Linked DNA regions of Sus scrofa: regions 2, 3, 4 and 5 are each linked to region 1. The links are chromatin contacts, called in public HiChIP or PLAC-seq maps. All regions are on one chromosome and are shown on one strand. The core of a region is the stretch at or near the end of the contact, and the rest is flanking DNA. Distances in the headings are between cores, read along the strand shown. Region 1 overlaps RAD51B (DNA repair protein RAD51 homolog 2). Region 2 holds the start of ZFP36L1 (mRNA decay activator protein ZFP36L1). Region 3 has its middle 63 kb from the start of ZFP36L1. Region 4 overlaps LOC100513604 (a long non-coding RNA gene). Region 5 has its middle 18 kb from the start of ZFP36L1.

Evidence for each region. HiChIP or PLAC-seq counts read pairs in DNA pulled down with a chosen protein or histone mark.
Region 2: an H3K27ac HiChIP or PLAC-seq map of alveolar macrophages shows a contact between it and region 1. The contact joins the promoter of ZFP36L1 here to the enhancer-like site in region 1. A contact is called at or near these places in 3 of 5 promoter capture datasets (fetal skeletal muscle, liver and skeletal muscle), 4 of 47 Hi-C or Micro-C datasets (embryonic fibroblasts, fetal skeletal muscle, retroperitoneal adipose tissue and 1 more) and 2 of 2 datasets of contacts at active chromatin or transcription factors (alveolar macrophages and skeletal muscle).
Region 3: an H3K27ac HiChIP or PLAC-seq map of alveolar macrophages shows a contact between it and region 1. The contact joins two enhancer-like sites. A contact is called at or near these places in 1 of 47 Hi-C or Micro-C datasets (liver) and 2 of 2 datasets of contacts at active chromatin or transcription factors (alveolar macrophages and skeletal muscle).
Region 4: a contact with region 1 is called in an H3K27ac HiChIP or PLAC-seq map of alveolar macrophages. The contact joins two enhancer-like sites. A contact is called at or near these places in 2 of 2 datasets of contacts at active chromatin or transcription factors (alveolar macrophages and skeletal muscle).
Region 5: a contact with region 1 is called in an H3K27ac HiChIP or PLAC-seq map of alveolar macrophages. The contact joins two enhancer-like sites. A contact is called at or near these places in 3 of 47 Hi-C or Micro-C datasets (embryonic fibroblasts, liver and retroperitoneal adipose tissue) and 2 of 2 datasets of contacts at active chromatin or transcription factors (alveolar macrophages and skeletal muscle).

The regions. Positions count from the first base shown.
Region 1 is chr7:92,286,881-92,289,580 of Sscrofa11.1, forward strand. All of the region lies in intron 11 of RAD51B (DNA repair protein RAD51 homolog 2), which reads left to right. Among named protein-coding and RNA genes, the nearest start is that of ZFP36L1, 210 kb to the right of the region's middle. Within about 2 kb of position 1,376, at least 11 of the 83 cell types and tissues checked have an H3K27ac peak or open chromatin away from gene starts, as enhancers often do. A contact at or near this core is called in alveolar macrophages, fetal skeletal muscle and skeletal muscle, where this site is marked.
Region 2 is chr7:92,494,564-92,497,263 of Sscrofa11.1, forward strand. ZFP36L1 (mRNA decay activator protein ZFP36L1) reads right to left here and starts at 1,301. Exons shown (of 2, transcript XM_013989124.2): 1 at 808-1,301. The coding sequence starts at 864.
Region 3 is chr7:92,431,681-92,434,439 of Sscrofa11.1, forward strand. No RefSeq gene overlaps it. Among named protein-coding and RNA genes, the nearest start is that of ZFP36L1, 63 kb to the right of the region's middle. Within about 2 kb of position 1,436, at least 10 of the 83 cell types and tissues checked have an H3K27ac peak or open chromatin away from gene starts, as enhancers often do. A contact at or near this core is called in alveolar macrophages, where this site is marked.
Region 4 is chr7:92,514,494-92,517,193 of Sscrofa11.1, forward strand. LOC100513604 (a long non-coding RNA gene) reads right to left here. Exons shown (of 2, transcript XR_002345988.1): 2 at 2,011-2,700. Among named protein-coding and RNA genes, the nearest start is that of ZFP36L1, 20 kb to the left of the region's middle. Within about 2 kb of position 1,413, at least 42 of the 83 cell types and tissues checked have an H3K27ac peak or open chromatin away from gene starts, as enhancers often do. A contact at or near this core is called in alveolar macrophages, where this site is marked.
Region 5 is chr7:92,476,967-92,479,666 of Sscrofa11.1, forward strand. No RefSeq gene overlaps it. Among named protein-coding and RNA genes, the nearest start is that of ZFP36L1, 18 kb to the right of the region's middle. Within about 2 kb of position 1,310, at least 8 of the 83 cell types and tissues checked have an H3K27ac peak or open chromatin away from gene starts, as enhancers often do. A contact at or near this core is called in alveolar macrophages, where this site is marked.

The DNA.
Region 1 (2,700 bases), core at 126-2,625:
CCGGCTTATGACTCAGAGCCCAGAATCTCCACCAGGATGCTCACCTGCCTGTCTATAGGAATAACAATACTACCTTGACAAAAACTCCCACATTTACAGGGTACTTGCCACCTGCCAGATACTGATCAAAGTACTTGATATGCTTTCACTTAATCATTGCCCTGAAACTCTATTTGCTTTTGGTCCATTGTACAGATGAGGAAACTGAGGCACAGAGCATTTTGACTTTGATTTCCTTCAGCAAATGTAAACTGAGCACCTCTCGTATGTTAGGCATTGCACTAGGGGCTCTGTGTGGGACCCAGAGTCAAAGAAGGCATCGCTCTTATCCTCTGGATATCAGCAAGGTCCATGGCCATGACCAACATAATGGGCTTGGGTGGGATCCCAGAACTTGAAAAGGGGGATGGTAAAAATAGGGCATTCTAAGGAATCACAGACGAGATGAGCACATCAGGACATCTCCAAAGCAGGAACCCAAGCACAGGAACAAGACAGAATCCTGTTGTCACGCTGGGGGCCACCATCAGATATGGACCAGCAGCCTGTCAGAACCAGAGCCCCTTTATTCTGCCTGTGGTGTGGCCTTAAGAGCAGGACTCCAGAGCCAAGCTGCCAGCTGTGTGACCCTGGGCAAGTTAATGAACCTTCCTGGGCCTAAGTATCCTCACCTGGAAAATAGAAATACTAACAGTGCCCACGTCATAGAGCTGTGAGAACTCAGTGAGTTAGTACATGAGATGCCTTTAGAACAGGGCCTGGCCTGTGGTTGGCTCTCAAGCTCCATCAGCCCATGATCCCATTGGCTCCTTGAGGCTCAGGCAGGCAGAAGCTTCAGGCAGGGACCAAATCATCCCAGCAGTAGAGAGAAGAAAACTGTAGAAGGGACCAGTTAGGGCCAGTCCTTGTAGGTTTTGGAGAGAGGGAAGGGAAATCTGATGGGACGGAGAAGGAATTCACAACTTTAATATGACAGGTTGGCAACAGGGCATTGGGTTCTTCCTCTTTATTTATTTATTTGGTCTTTTTGTCTTTTCTATGGCTGCTCCCATGGGCATATGGAAGTTCCCAGGCTATGGGTTGAATCGGAGCTGTAGCTGCCAGCCTACACCACAGCCACAGCAATGTGGGATCCGAGCTGCATCTGACCTACACCACAGCTCACGGCAATGCCAGATCCTTAACCCACTGAGTGAGGCCAGGGATCAAACCCGCAACCTCATGGTTCCTAGTCGGATTCGTTAACCACTGAGCCACGACGGGAACTCCGGTTTCTTCATTCTTAACTGCCAGAGGCCAAGGGGCAAGTGCCTGGCATCTGGGCTGGTTGGTCATAGGGCACTTCTCTGGGCTGGCATTTAGAGTGGCACCACTGTTGTGCAATTGTGGGCATGCAGAGAGGCTCCTTCTGCCTTTGCACAGCTTCTCAGTCCCCCAGGACAGGACTATTGGTCTATACCCAGCATCCTTTCTCTAAACTTCTCCAACCTCAATCTCTGGCTTGGAAGAAAGACGGGGCTAACTGGGGTGCTGGTGGAAGGTAGCCATGTTCTGTTGCAGTAAATCTTTCCTAGAAGCCCTGCCTGCTTTCCTAGAAGAGGAGACAGCTGAGCTCATCAGCTTGGGCTGGACGGCCCAGAAAGAATCCTTTCCAACCCCCAGAAGACCCCTCCACAGCTTGGGAAAGGAAAGGCTCACTGGTGTGCTTTGTGTGTGGACGTGGAACTGTCAGCCTGGGCAGGGGTGTCTGGTGACAGAGCAGAGCAGCTGAGGAGGAAGGACAGCCTTTTGGAGGTGGGACAGCATGTTTGCCTAAGGGGAATCTTGTGATTCACCCAGCTCCCCACCCCCACTGTCTTTAGTGCTCCCGCTCCAGGACTTTTCATATGCATTAGAGACTGCAATTTCCTCTCCCAGAAACCCGTTCAATTGTGAGTGAGTGTGCGCATGCATCAGTATTCTTTCCCACCTATTTTTAATTTCTTTGCACATCTCACCCACCATGTGCGTTCCCATGACAGTCCCCTTGAACTCATTCTCTCTCCATGAGGTCTTCCTCTAGAGGCCTCTTCCGGAAGACTCAGGGCTTCAGGAGGCGGCAAGAGGGTCTCAGACTTTGCCTCGAAATGAGAAGTTCTTCCTTCACAGTCTTATCACCCAAAGGCTGCTGGACACGTGCGTGGGGCCTCGGGGATGAAAAGGGGGTGATGGTGTGGCCGGTGACTGCTCATCTGCCCCACCCGGACCCAACGTCCCCGGCCCGCAGCCCCTGCCCCTCCCCCTCAGGGCACATTTCCCCTCTGGCTTCTTCTGGGCTAAGGTGCCAGGGATATGAAACTGGAGGTGTCTAAGGCACACCCCCCACCCCCATGCAGCAGCTTGAGTTTCTTGACGTTGAGCTGAACTGGGAACACATGACCTAGATTTTGCCCCAGATTCTCAACTGGGAGTTTGCTCAGTGCTCTCCTCTGACCAGGCCAAGCATAGGACAAACTCCTTGGCATGTTGGGAACCCTGGGCCTTTGCACTATTCCCCCTTCAAGATCATCTACTCTAATGAAGCAGAACGGCAACACGGAAAATGCTAGAACATGGAAGAGGATCCAAAATGATGGATGAGTCAGTCCAGAATGCATGCTTCCGGTTCCCTCTGCAGATTTACCCTTGCTAATTACACGCTTCCACAGCTATTACAATAAT
Region 2 (2,700 bases), core at 51-2,550, 210 kb after region 1:
TTCCTCGCGGAGACCCTTGAACTCAAACAGGAGTTTCGTTGTCGGTACCCCCCCGCCCAATTCCCTCTACATCTACGAGTCGCGGTCCCTTGGGAAAAAAAAGGTGAGCGAGTCCCACGTTCGCCCAAAGTCTGCAGGAGATCGGCTATCACAGGAGGAAGCCTGGCCGAACTGTGGCGAGCTGAAGTCCCACTGCAAACTCGTTTTGCAACATCCTTTGAATCACAACTCTTGGCCTTTTTCTCGCAGATCCCCAGCCTCTCCAGAACAGAAGGGGACACATCCCAGCAAAACACTGTCCTGAGATTTACCTCTCCACCGGACCCCCACTTCCCGAGCCGCAGTCCGGCAATGTGGCTGGAGAGACTCGAACCCCCTCCCGGCAGCGGTGTCGCCCGGCAGCGGCGACACCCTGAGCGCTCACAGGGAAACCGAGCCCACTACCGAAACCGGGCTCAAAAGCAGCACGTTATGGACGAATGAATCACCGAAAAAAAGAAAAAAAAAAAAAACTGCCCCGGTCAATGCCCCGCGTCCCCCGGGCAGCCCCACGTAAACTTCGCCCCTCAAAACTCTGGACTCCAGATTCCCATGTAATCCCCGCCAGGAGCTGCTGAAATTCAAAGGATGGGAAGGAAAGCGCCAAATTCCTTCAAACTGGGGGGCGAAATGGGGCGGAAAAAACAACTACCTCGCCTCTCCTCGCTTTTTCCCAGTCTTCCCAGACCTAAACTTTGGGGGGTTCTTTTGGCAGACAAGAGAAAAAAGAAAAAGGCTTAGAAAAGTAAATGCTCCGCCCCACTTTACCTTGCATAAAACTTCGCTCAAGTCGAAGATGGTGGCAGACACAAGGGTGGTAGTCATCCTGGGCGCTCGCACGGGGCAGGGACGAGGATCTGGTTTGTTGTGAAGGTCCCGGTGCGGGGAAGGCTCTCCGGTCTGGAGTCCCACACGCCTGCTCCCGGCGCCCCTCGCCTTTCTGACTCTCCCCGGCTGCGGCGCGCGAAGCCCAATTTATATAAGTTTCAGATTTGGTGGGCCGGAGAAGAGGGAGGAGCTTTAAACTTATTTAAATGAGGAAGAGGAGGAAAAAAAGTTGATTGACACTGAAGTTGAATCAGCCATGCGGTCAAACTCGGGGGAAAAAAAAAAAGAAAGAAACTTTCAAAAGGAAGAAGGGGGAGGGGAGACGAGGAAAGAAGGCAAAGAAGAAAAAAAAAAAAACCCACTGCGAGCTGCGCACAACTTTTTTTCTTAAAGAGGAAAAGTTTCGACTCCGCTCGCTTGGCTACCCCTCGCTGCAGGCGCCCCTCTCTGGGGCGGTGCGCCGCGCGGGGGGAGGAGGGGAGCCCCCCCCTTTGTCAGCCTGCGAGCGCGGCTCTGTGACATCACTCATTCCACCCTCTTCGGGGTTCTTGTTGTTGTGTTGTTGTTTTTTTGTCGGGCAGGAAGGCGGGCTCGACTTTCTCTTTTTGCAAGCTGGAGCAGAAGCCCGTCCTTAGCGCCCGGGCTGCGGTTTCCATCTTGAGCAGATCTCCCTTGAAACTTCTCCAAGTACCCGCATAACTTACTCTTTCCCCGAGTTTTCTTTCGCACTCGGCTCCCCTCCGCAAACCCCACGGGGAGAGGAGATTGAAAATAAGAAGCTCACAAAGCGTTCAAGTTTAGGGTTTTGTTTTTTTTCAGGGGCGGGGATGGGGGTTGAGAGAGGAGGATTAGGAGACTTTTTTCCCCCCAGGAGGCCCTGGCCTGGCGGGGACGAGCACAGAGCGATTTAGCCCGCCGCACGCGTCTACACCCGCGATCGCTTTGCAGCGGACACCCTCCGAGAGTGGACTGGAGGGGTGGGGGGGGCGGGTTGTTAGCGAAAAGACCACGGCCCTGGCGGATTGTTTTAACAGGCTTGGGAGTGTATTTATTTCACACATCGATCTTTAAACGTTTTTGTAAAGAAAACCCGAATCCTCATGAGCGCCTCTTCTCCTCCTCGGAGGGAAAAAAAAAACCCACCCAGCAAGGCACAACTTTCCCCGCGCACTCTGAACCACGGGCCGCGCCGAAACTACCCCTACCAACACACATGCGCGCGCACACACACACACACGCACACACACACACACATACACCTAAACCACTGAACAAGGAAAAAAAAGTTGCTTTGGTAAAATAAAGGTAAAGAGATGGAGGAAGGCGACACTTTTAACTTATTGTTGCTTCTCCCCCGCCCCCAGGGGAACGGAACATATGGCTTGTCACAGTGAGCTGTTTTGGCGGGATGGGAGGAGGGGGGATATGGGATCCTCGAAACCGAAATGCCCCAATTGATTATTATGCTTTTGAAAACTGGGAAGTATATATTTATTTACTGTTAAGTTCAGATGCCCCTTCACCCACCCAAATAAAAAGTTGTCAACGTGTGCCCCACTGCCCACGGGTTGCTGGCGAGAAGACCGTGATGGAAATCTTGGGGCCGCATTTCTTTCCTATTTCCCCGCGTGCCCGGACGCCTCCTTGGCCCTCGCACGTTTCTTCCCAGCACTCGAGGCGGCCGGGTCTGTTATGAAACCCTGTGCGCTGAGTGGCTAAGAGCGGGTTCCATTGCGATGTAATTAGGTCACCCCATTATGAGCACGTTTCTTTGGAAAGGACGGGGCGGGCGGAGTAGAGCGCCTGAGTCGCACTCTCACACCACCACCAACA
Region 3 (2,759 bases), core at 186-2,685, 140 kb after region 1:
GTTCATGTTGGAAGAACTAAAATTGGTACATAATGCATGGATGTGTGCAGTGGAAATGTTTTAGTAAAATTTCAGCCCTTTTCACCATTCACACACGCAGCTGCATCTCTGGTTCCCCCTGTAAATCCTACTGACCCGGGGTCCCACACTACTACAGGTCCATCCTTCCTCTTAGTGTGGTAAGACTACATTTTCAGGAAGCTGTCGGGCAGAGTGAGGCAACTCGAGGCTCTGAAGAAGCATCTACGTGCCTTTTAGGGTCAGAGTTTAACCTCCTCCCCTCCCCAGGAATTTCCCAGCATGCAGACAGGCCTTGAGATTGCAGATGGAAGGGTGAGTCAAGCCAGGACTCAGCACCCTTGAGCCTGACCATGGCACCCCTCACGTCATCCCACATTCCCTCTCTGCGTCTGGTCCAAGTACATGGAGCCCCAAGCCCCTACACCTCAAGCTGTGCTCCCCAGCCCAGTATCACATGCCAAGCCAGAACTGACACTGGGCCCAAGGTCTCTGAGAGCTCAGCACTGCTTGCAGTCCTAAACCAGGACATCTCAGAGGTGGGCCCCATGCCACATAGCCCAGCGTCGACTGTGCATTGGACCATCTATATTCTTTTTTTTTTTTTTTTTTTTTTCAGTTTTCCTTAAGACAAACTGCTGGCCTTTGGGAGACTGGCCAGAGTTAAGGTGGAGCTTCAATGTGGCCATTTTCACAGCCCCAGCAAAACCCTTGGTTGGTGCCAAATTCTCGTCCAGTTGAATAGAATGGAGGAAAGCTGACCAACCCATCGGAATAATAATAGCTAATACTTAACAGAGTGATCACACATCAAGACTGCTCTAAATGTTTTCTGTGCATTAATTTGTCTTCATCTCACATGCTCATCCTCTACAGTAAGAGCTATTATTTTTCTATTTTATAGTTGAGGAAACCAGAGTAAGGTTGCAAACCTAACAATCCCAAGTGTCTCAACTACCGCCTCCCCAAGGGTGGAAGCCTAGAGGGTTTGCCCAGGGTCCCCTCCCACAACCCCATGTCCACACTGCAGCATCACCGGGCTTATGTGCTAAGAGAAGAAAGATGCAGGGGCCCCTCCAGAAGCTTAAGAGGTAGGCATGTGGTTTAATGGGGCAGATGTGGCTTAAGAGTCAAGACTCCCAGATTTCCATCTAGCTCGCCCTTCATCCACACGAATATTGCCAACTGTTCCAGCTCCTAAACTCCACCCCCTCCTTGGTCAGGCACGAGGTCTCCCTGACCTCCCAGGTCCCTTCATAGAATCCCCAGATTCTGTGAGGAATGGTGACAGGCAGCCCGAGTTGGCAGGAGGATGGACCAGACAAGGCAAGCCTGACCTGTCACCACTCAATCCACACATGAACCTTAGTGTGCACGTTTCAGTGTTTGGGGAACTATGTGTTCTTTTGAAATGTGTCTGTTTGGGTCATGAGTAAGTATTGGGGCAGAGGCAATGGGCTCCTTTTTCCAGTTAATGAAGTGAAGCTTTATGGAGGAAGATTTTCTTAGTCACATTTCCTGTTTCACACTGACCTTTAAAAAGGAAACCCACAAGTAAACCAGTGCCAAGGCCTGCTTATAAGATCTACCCACAGGTATAACAAAGATGAGCTAAATAAAGACCAGTGGGCCAAGCTTAACCTGAATCAGTGGAAATAGTAAGACACTAAGAGGGTCTGATGGGTGAGATAAAGGGGATGGTGGCGCTCAGTGAATTGCAAAAAAAAAAAAAAAAAAAAAAAAAAAAAAAAAAAAAAAAAGCAATGACATGTAAGAGGTTTCTCTTACATTTGACATGTGTTCAACAGGGATCCAGGCAGAGAGGCTGAGATAAAGGGGACGGTGGTGCTCTGTGAACTGCAAAAAAGACTTTGACACGTAAAAGATTTTTCTTGCATTTGAACACTCGTTCAACAGGGATCCAGGCAGAGAGGCAGAGAGAGACCATGTCACAATCTTGTCATTGTACTTAGGGCTTAGCCTCTTGTTATAAAACGGAGGCTCTAAAAATTAAGAAAGATGCTTGGAGTGATTTCAAAAGAAGGCATGGGAATTGCCTCTGTGGCGCAATGGAATTGGTGGTGACTTGGGGGTGCTGAGACGCAGGTTCGATCCCCAGCCCGGCACAGTGGGTTGAGGATCTGGCATTGCCGCAGCTGTAGCTTCAGTCACGACTGCGGCTCAGATCTGCTCCCTGGTCCAGGAACTCCATATGCCGCGGGGCGGCCAAAAAAGAAAAGAGGGAGGAAGGAAGGAAGGAAAGATGGAAGAGAAGGAATGATGGTGGGTGGTGGAATTCGTTATAGGAATCAAAATTATCCAGCCTGGTGAGAAAAGGACCAAGAGGTATCTCAGGAACTGGAAAGCTGGTGACATCTGGTGATTTGATGGATGATGGTTGAGGTGCATTTCTGCAACTGTGGCTACAGAATGAGAGGCCCACACAGGAGCATCTCGGAATGTTCAAGGATGTGTTGAAGGTGACCGAAGGGCGGAGTGGGTTCCCAAGGCCAGGGACGGCCCCACCTTCGTTCGCCAGGGGAGCTGGACCATCAGGGTTCAGAGCCTAAGAAGTCCTGTGAGATGAAGGCTACCAGCCACCATCGCTCAGTACGTCCACTCAAGGAAAATGCCGCAGCATAGAGTTTAGGTTTGGAAAGCTTTGTTTTGTTTTAAACAAGGAGGCCTGGAATTGGACTGAGGAGGGAAAGAAAAAAAAAATAAAAGTCAGGCAAAGGAAG
Region 4 (2,700 bases), core at 163-2,662, 230 kb after region 1:
CAGCAGGCCCTGAGCAAAGGGAGCTTCTGGAGCACTAAGCAGTAGAGCAGGCATGATGGCCTCCAGACACCAGGGGGCAGCACAATACACCCTCCAGGGTCAGAGGCACCCACCAAAGGGGACTTGGCAACAGACATGCTTCCAAAAACAAAGCTAAGTAGCCAGGGCATGCAGAGGGAGAGACCCCAGAGAGGCAGACTGCCCACTGAGCCAGCTCATAAGTTTTTGCCACTTGCCCACAGGCAACTGTGAGTAGCTTCCTGCAAGACAAGCTTCAGCCGGAAGCCAGTGTGACTTCAGGTGAGGGACCCACAGGCTACAGGGCTGGCAGGGACTGGAGAGGAGTCCAGGTCTACTTTCTTTGGGTTCTTGCTCTAGAACCTCCTCCCAAGCAGATGAAAGGTTTGTCTCGTCCTCGCCTGCTGCACATCTGCTCATTCCACCACCCACTGAACCCCTGGGCATGTTTTCTGTGCCTTCATCCCAAGCAAGAAACAGAAAGCGGGGTGGGGGAGCCCAAGACAAAGTTCTAAGGTTCTCAAAAGTCCTTAGGCTTGGGGACCTTTGAAATCCAAGTGTGGGATTATTCCAAGCTTGCAGAAAGCCCCCCACCCCCAGCTCCAGGGGAGAAAGCAGTCTCTGTGGGGAGACCTTGAGTGCTGGGCTAGGAGCCGTGGCTTTGGAGCCACAATGCTTGGGTTCAAATCCCAGCTCAGCTATTTACCAGCTCTGTGACACCGGGCAGGTACTTAACCCTCTGTGCCCCCATTTCCTGTTCTGTAAAATGAGGGTAACAACTGCTTCCAAGAGCAGTGAGTTACAGTGTGGGAAAGCATTTGAAGAAAAGGCCTTCACATGTTCAAATGTTCGTAGACCGCAGCTTAGAACCAGGCAGAGCGCTGCTCACAGCACAGCCCAAAGCCCCAAAGGTCTGGGCTTCTTTCCATCAGAATGCAGTTCACAGAGCCCATCGGGCTGTGGAGGCTGCCTGGAGCAGAGGCCCTGTGTCTGGAGTGGGTTTCACTAGGGTGTCCCTGGAGAGGTGGAGCAGGAAGGAGGTACCCAGTCCAGCCCTCCTGAGCCCACTGTGGGTTTTGTGCAGGACAAGCAGAAGACACCACTCAGATCTAAGCTGGGCTTGTTAAAACTCTTCAGCCAGAGGCTGAGAGGCAGGCTGGCCGTCCTGTAGGGACAGCACACCCCCTCTCCAGCCCCCTGTCCCTGGGCAGGCCTGGGGAAGGCCAGCTTGCAGAGGCCAGGCCTGCACCAGAGGGTGTGAGGAGCCTGCCAGCCTCAGAGCAGCGCTGGGCTTCCCTGGGATGCAGAGGGATGGGGAGGAAAGAGTTAAGCCACTTTGGGCTCCCGAGGGCGGCTCTGCAGCTATAAACAGTGAGCCGAGGGAGGGAGGGAGCTGCCACAGGATGTGGCCAGGGCTCGAGCTGTCTGATTATTAACTTCACTTTTATTTGGAGGGGGATTCGATTCTCTGTTTTACTTCCCATCAAGGAAGTGAAAGCCCAGGTCTCAGAGGGGCCTGATTTCAAATTGTTTTGTCACAGCTCATTTATTTTTCCTCTTAAATAAATAAACAAAACCACCTCTTTGTTTTCCCCTTAATGAGCCTTCAGCAAATCATCTGTGAGTGAGGCATGAAAGGGGTTTTCTGGAGTCCTTCATGGGGCACGCTGGCTTTTTCTTTTAAAAGGAAAAGAAAAAAAAGAGTCTTCCTTGAGCTTTGGCCTTCTCCAAGACTCTCCAGGCACCTTCTTTTCTACCTCATCCTGAGATCTCAGCCTGAAATCATGACCTCAAACCCAGCCAGAGGCACAGGCCTTCCTTGGCTGGCTGCTCCTTGGGGACTGGCCTGCTGCCTGCCATCCCATGTCACAGGCTCCGACCCCAAGGCCACACAGTGTGGAGCCCTGTGGTTCGTCCCCTTGGTAGAGCTTGGACCCATGGTTTTTGTTCCTATGGCACCCAGACGTTTCCATTAAAAATAACAAAGCAATTAAACACACAAAAGGATTCCATGACAGGGCTTAAGAAAACACCATTACATGTTTCTTTGCTCAAGGTTCAAAATGTTTGGGAAGTTGTTTACAACACCAAAACCCATTCAATAATTTCATGATTCTCTTGCAACCACCCTTTCTGGAATGACCCACTTGTGCAAGGCACCATGGGGGATGCAAAGACCACCGTCACACTGTCCCCACCCTCCAGGTGCCCACAATTCAGTGGGGGGAGGGTGCAGAGAAGAAAAGAGGAGAGTTCCACAGCAGAGGCCAACTGGCACTACAGGTGGGCAGGGACGGAAAAGACAGGCGCTGCTGAAAACAAAGAGGGGAGTATGGAGGAAGGCTTCCTGGTGGAGCTGATATTTAAGCTGGACCTTGAAGGGCTGATATTTAGAAGCAAGAATATTCTGGAAGCTGAGAAGTACCCAATCACAGAGAGCCAAGATCAATGTATGAACCAGATCAGGTATAAGACCACAGGGGCAGCGGGCCCAGCAAGTCCTCTGGCTCCTTGAATGGCAAAGTCCTCACGTGGAGAGGGCCTGAAAGGGGTGACTACTTGGATTCTGCTCCAGCCTGCTTGTCCTTGACCCGGCTTGGAGACTGGCAGCCTGTGAAGAAGCTGCACTGCATGCTGTGAGCAACACCATAGGACACTTGGATACACGCTTGTCTGGGATCC
Region 5 (2,700 bases), core at 60-2,559, 190 kb after region 1:
CTGGCATTGTCACTACTATGGCTCTGGTTAGAGCTGCGGTGTGGGTTCGATCCCTGGCCTGGGAACTTCCACATGCAGCGAGTATGACTAAAAAAGAGAAAGAGAGAGAGAGAAATATTTCTCCATCATCAGCAGGAGGGGAAGGCTCAGTCAGTCCTGGGGACTTATAGGGAGTGGGGAGGACTGGGGCAGGCTGGAGAACACAAGCCCCATCTTAAAAGAAACTGATGAGAGCTCTCTTATGGCATGGCAGGTTAAGGAGCCAGCATTTTCATCGCAGCAGCTTGGGTCACTGCTGTGGTGCTGGTTTGATCCCTGGCCTGAGCACTTCCACTTGCTGCAGGTGTGGCCAAAAAAAAAGAAACTGACTCTACCTAGATCCACATGACTGATGCTACAGTGGACTCCAAAGGGGAATTGGAGTCTTAGATAGTCAGATATCCCAGTGTTTCAAGAGATGCCAGATAAATGAATCATTACTTTAAAAATCTCTTGATTTTTAAGTGTTGGCTCAAAAATATTTAGAAATATTATGTAGGAGTTCCCATCGTGGCTCAGTGGTTAATGAATCTGACTAGGAACCATGAGGTTGCGGGTTCGATCCCTGCCCTTGCTCAGTGGGTTAAGGATCCGGCGTTGCCATGAGCTGTGGTGTAGGTTGCAGATGCAGCTCGGATCCCGAGTTGCTGTGGCTCTGGCATAGGCCGACGGCTACAGCTCCGATTCAACCCCTAGCCTGGGAACTTCCATATGCACTGGAGCGGCTCAAGAAATGGCAAAAAGACGAGAGAGAGAGAGAGAGAGAGAGAGAGAGAGAGAGAGAGAGAGAGGGAGGGAGGGAGGGAGGGAGGGAGAGAGGGAGGGAGAGAGAGAGAGAGAGAAAGAAAAAAAAAGAAAGAAAGAAAGAAAGGAAGATTGTGTAGAGCACAGTACATTTAATGGGTCCACAGGCTAACTCAAACCCATAGGTGTGGAGTTCCCACTGTGGTGCAGTGGGTTAAGAATCTGACTAGTATCCATGAGGATTCGCGTTCAATCCCTGGCCTTGCTCAGTGGATTAAAAGATCCAGCAGTGTGGCAAGCTGCGATGTAAGTCATAGACGCAGCTTGGATCTGGCATCGCTGTGTCTGTGACATAGGCCAGCAACTGTAGCTCTGATTTGACCCCTAGCCTGGGAACTTCCATATGCCACCACGGCCCTAAAAAGACAAAAATAAAAAAAAAGAAGAAGAAGAATCTGACTGCAGTCTCTCAGGTCCCTGAGGAGGTGTGGGTTCACTTCCCAGACCAGTGCAATGGGGTAAAGTATCTGGCATTGCCACGGCACAGCTGTGACTCATATCCAGTCTCCGGCCCAGAAACTTCCATATGCCACAGCTATGACCTCTATAAAAAAAAAAAAAAAAATAGGCCATGACCTTGAGGCCTCCCCATCCTTTGCTCACCTCTAGGTCTCTGCAGTCTGAGCTTCATGACACAGGCCCGCCACCCTACATAGACCCAGTGGGCACCATTCACATTCAATTCCTTAAGACTTGTGGCTCAGAGCAGGAGCAGGAGCCCTGCCATACCCCCAGAGTCCTGCCAGTAGAGGGAGGTAAGCAAGCCTTTGTCCAGAAAGAGGCTGGCTCTCGCCAATCTCCCCTTTCTGATTCACTGGCACTAAATGTACCAGCCAATGGGCAGAGCTTCACAAGCCTCTGTCCCGTAATTATCTCAAGCTTGTCTTTTCTTCTATCCATACAGAACGCTATCAAAGTACAAAACCCAGTCTTGCTAACTGATGGTTTCACTCGTTTATGTCTTGTCTCCCCAACTAAAATGTAAACATTTTGAATAAGGATCGCATTTTATGTCTTTTCGAGCCACGTAGCACGACTGAATTAGTATTCGATCCCTAGCTGCAAGCTGACTGCTTCAGCACAGAGGTAACCCTGAATTTGTTGCTACTGTGAGTAGCATTTGGGTAACACTTCAGGACACAGAAGAAATCTTTTCCAGGCAACTGGAATAGGGGCCAGTCCTAAATTTATCTTAAAAAAAAAAAAAATTAAATCACCAGCTATGTGCTGTCCATGTCAGCAAAGACCAGCCATAAAGCACAATCCTGCAGCAGAGGGTGTTTTAACATTGTCACTAAGAGTCACTTGTTTTGTCTTGTCTTGTCTTTTTAGGGCCACACCTGCAGTATATGGAAGGTTCCAGGCCAGGGGTCAAATTGGAGCTATAGCTGCTGGCCTATACCACAGCCACAGCAACATGGAATCTGAGCTGCATCTGCCACCTATACCACAGCTCACGGCAGCACCGGATCCTTGACCCAGTGAACAATGCCAGGGATTGAACCTGCATCCTTATGGATACTAGTTAGGTTCGTTACCACTGAGCCATGACAGGAACTCCCAAGAGTAGCTTATTTTTAATTTTCTTACCAGTGAAATGGACTCATCTAGGCCTGCTAGCCTTTTCTCCCAAAAAGGCCAGGAAGAAGAAAGAATGCAGGCACCATCTCCACTTACAAAATATATTTAAAATTAGAATATTAGGTGTGTTGAGGCTGGGCGCACTGTTAGGTGGTTAAATATATCAGAAAAAGAATCCTCCATGGTTAATTTGTGCCCGGCTTGAACTATCTGTATTTAACCTGGCACTTATTTAATTAAATAGCCCGTTGCCTTGGGGTCACCCTGTAGTCTTGG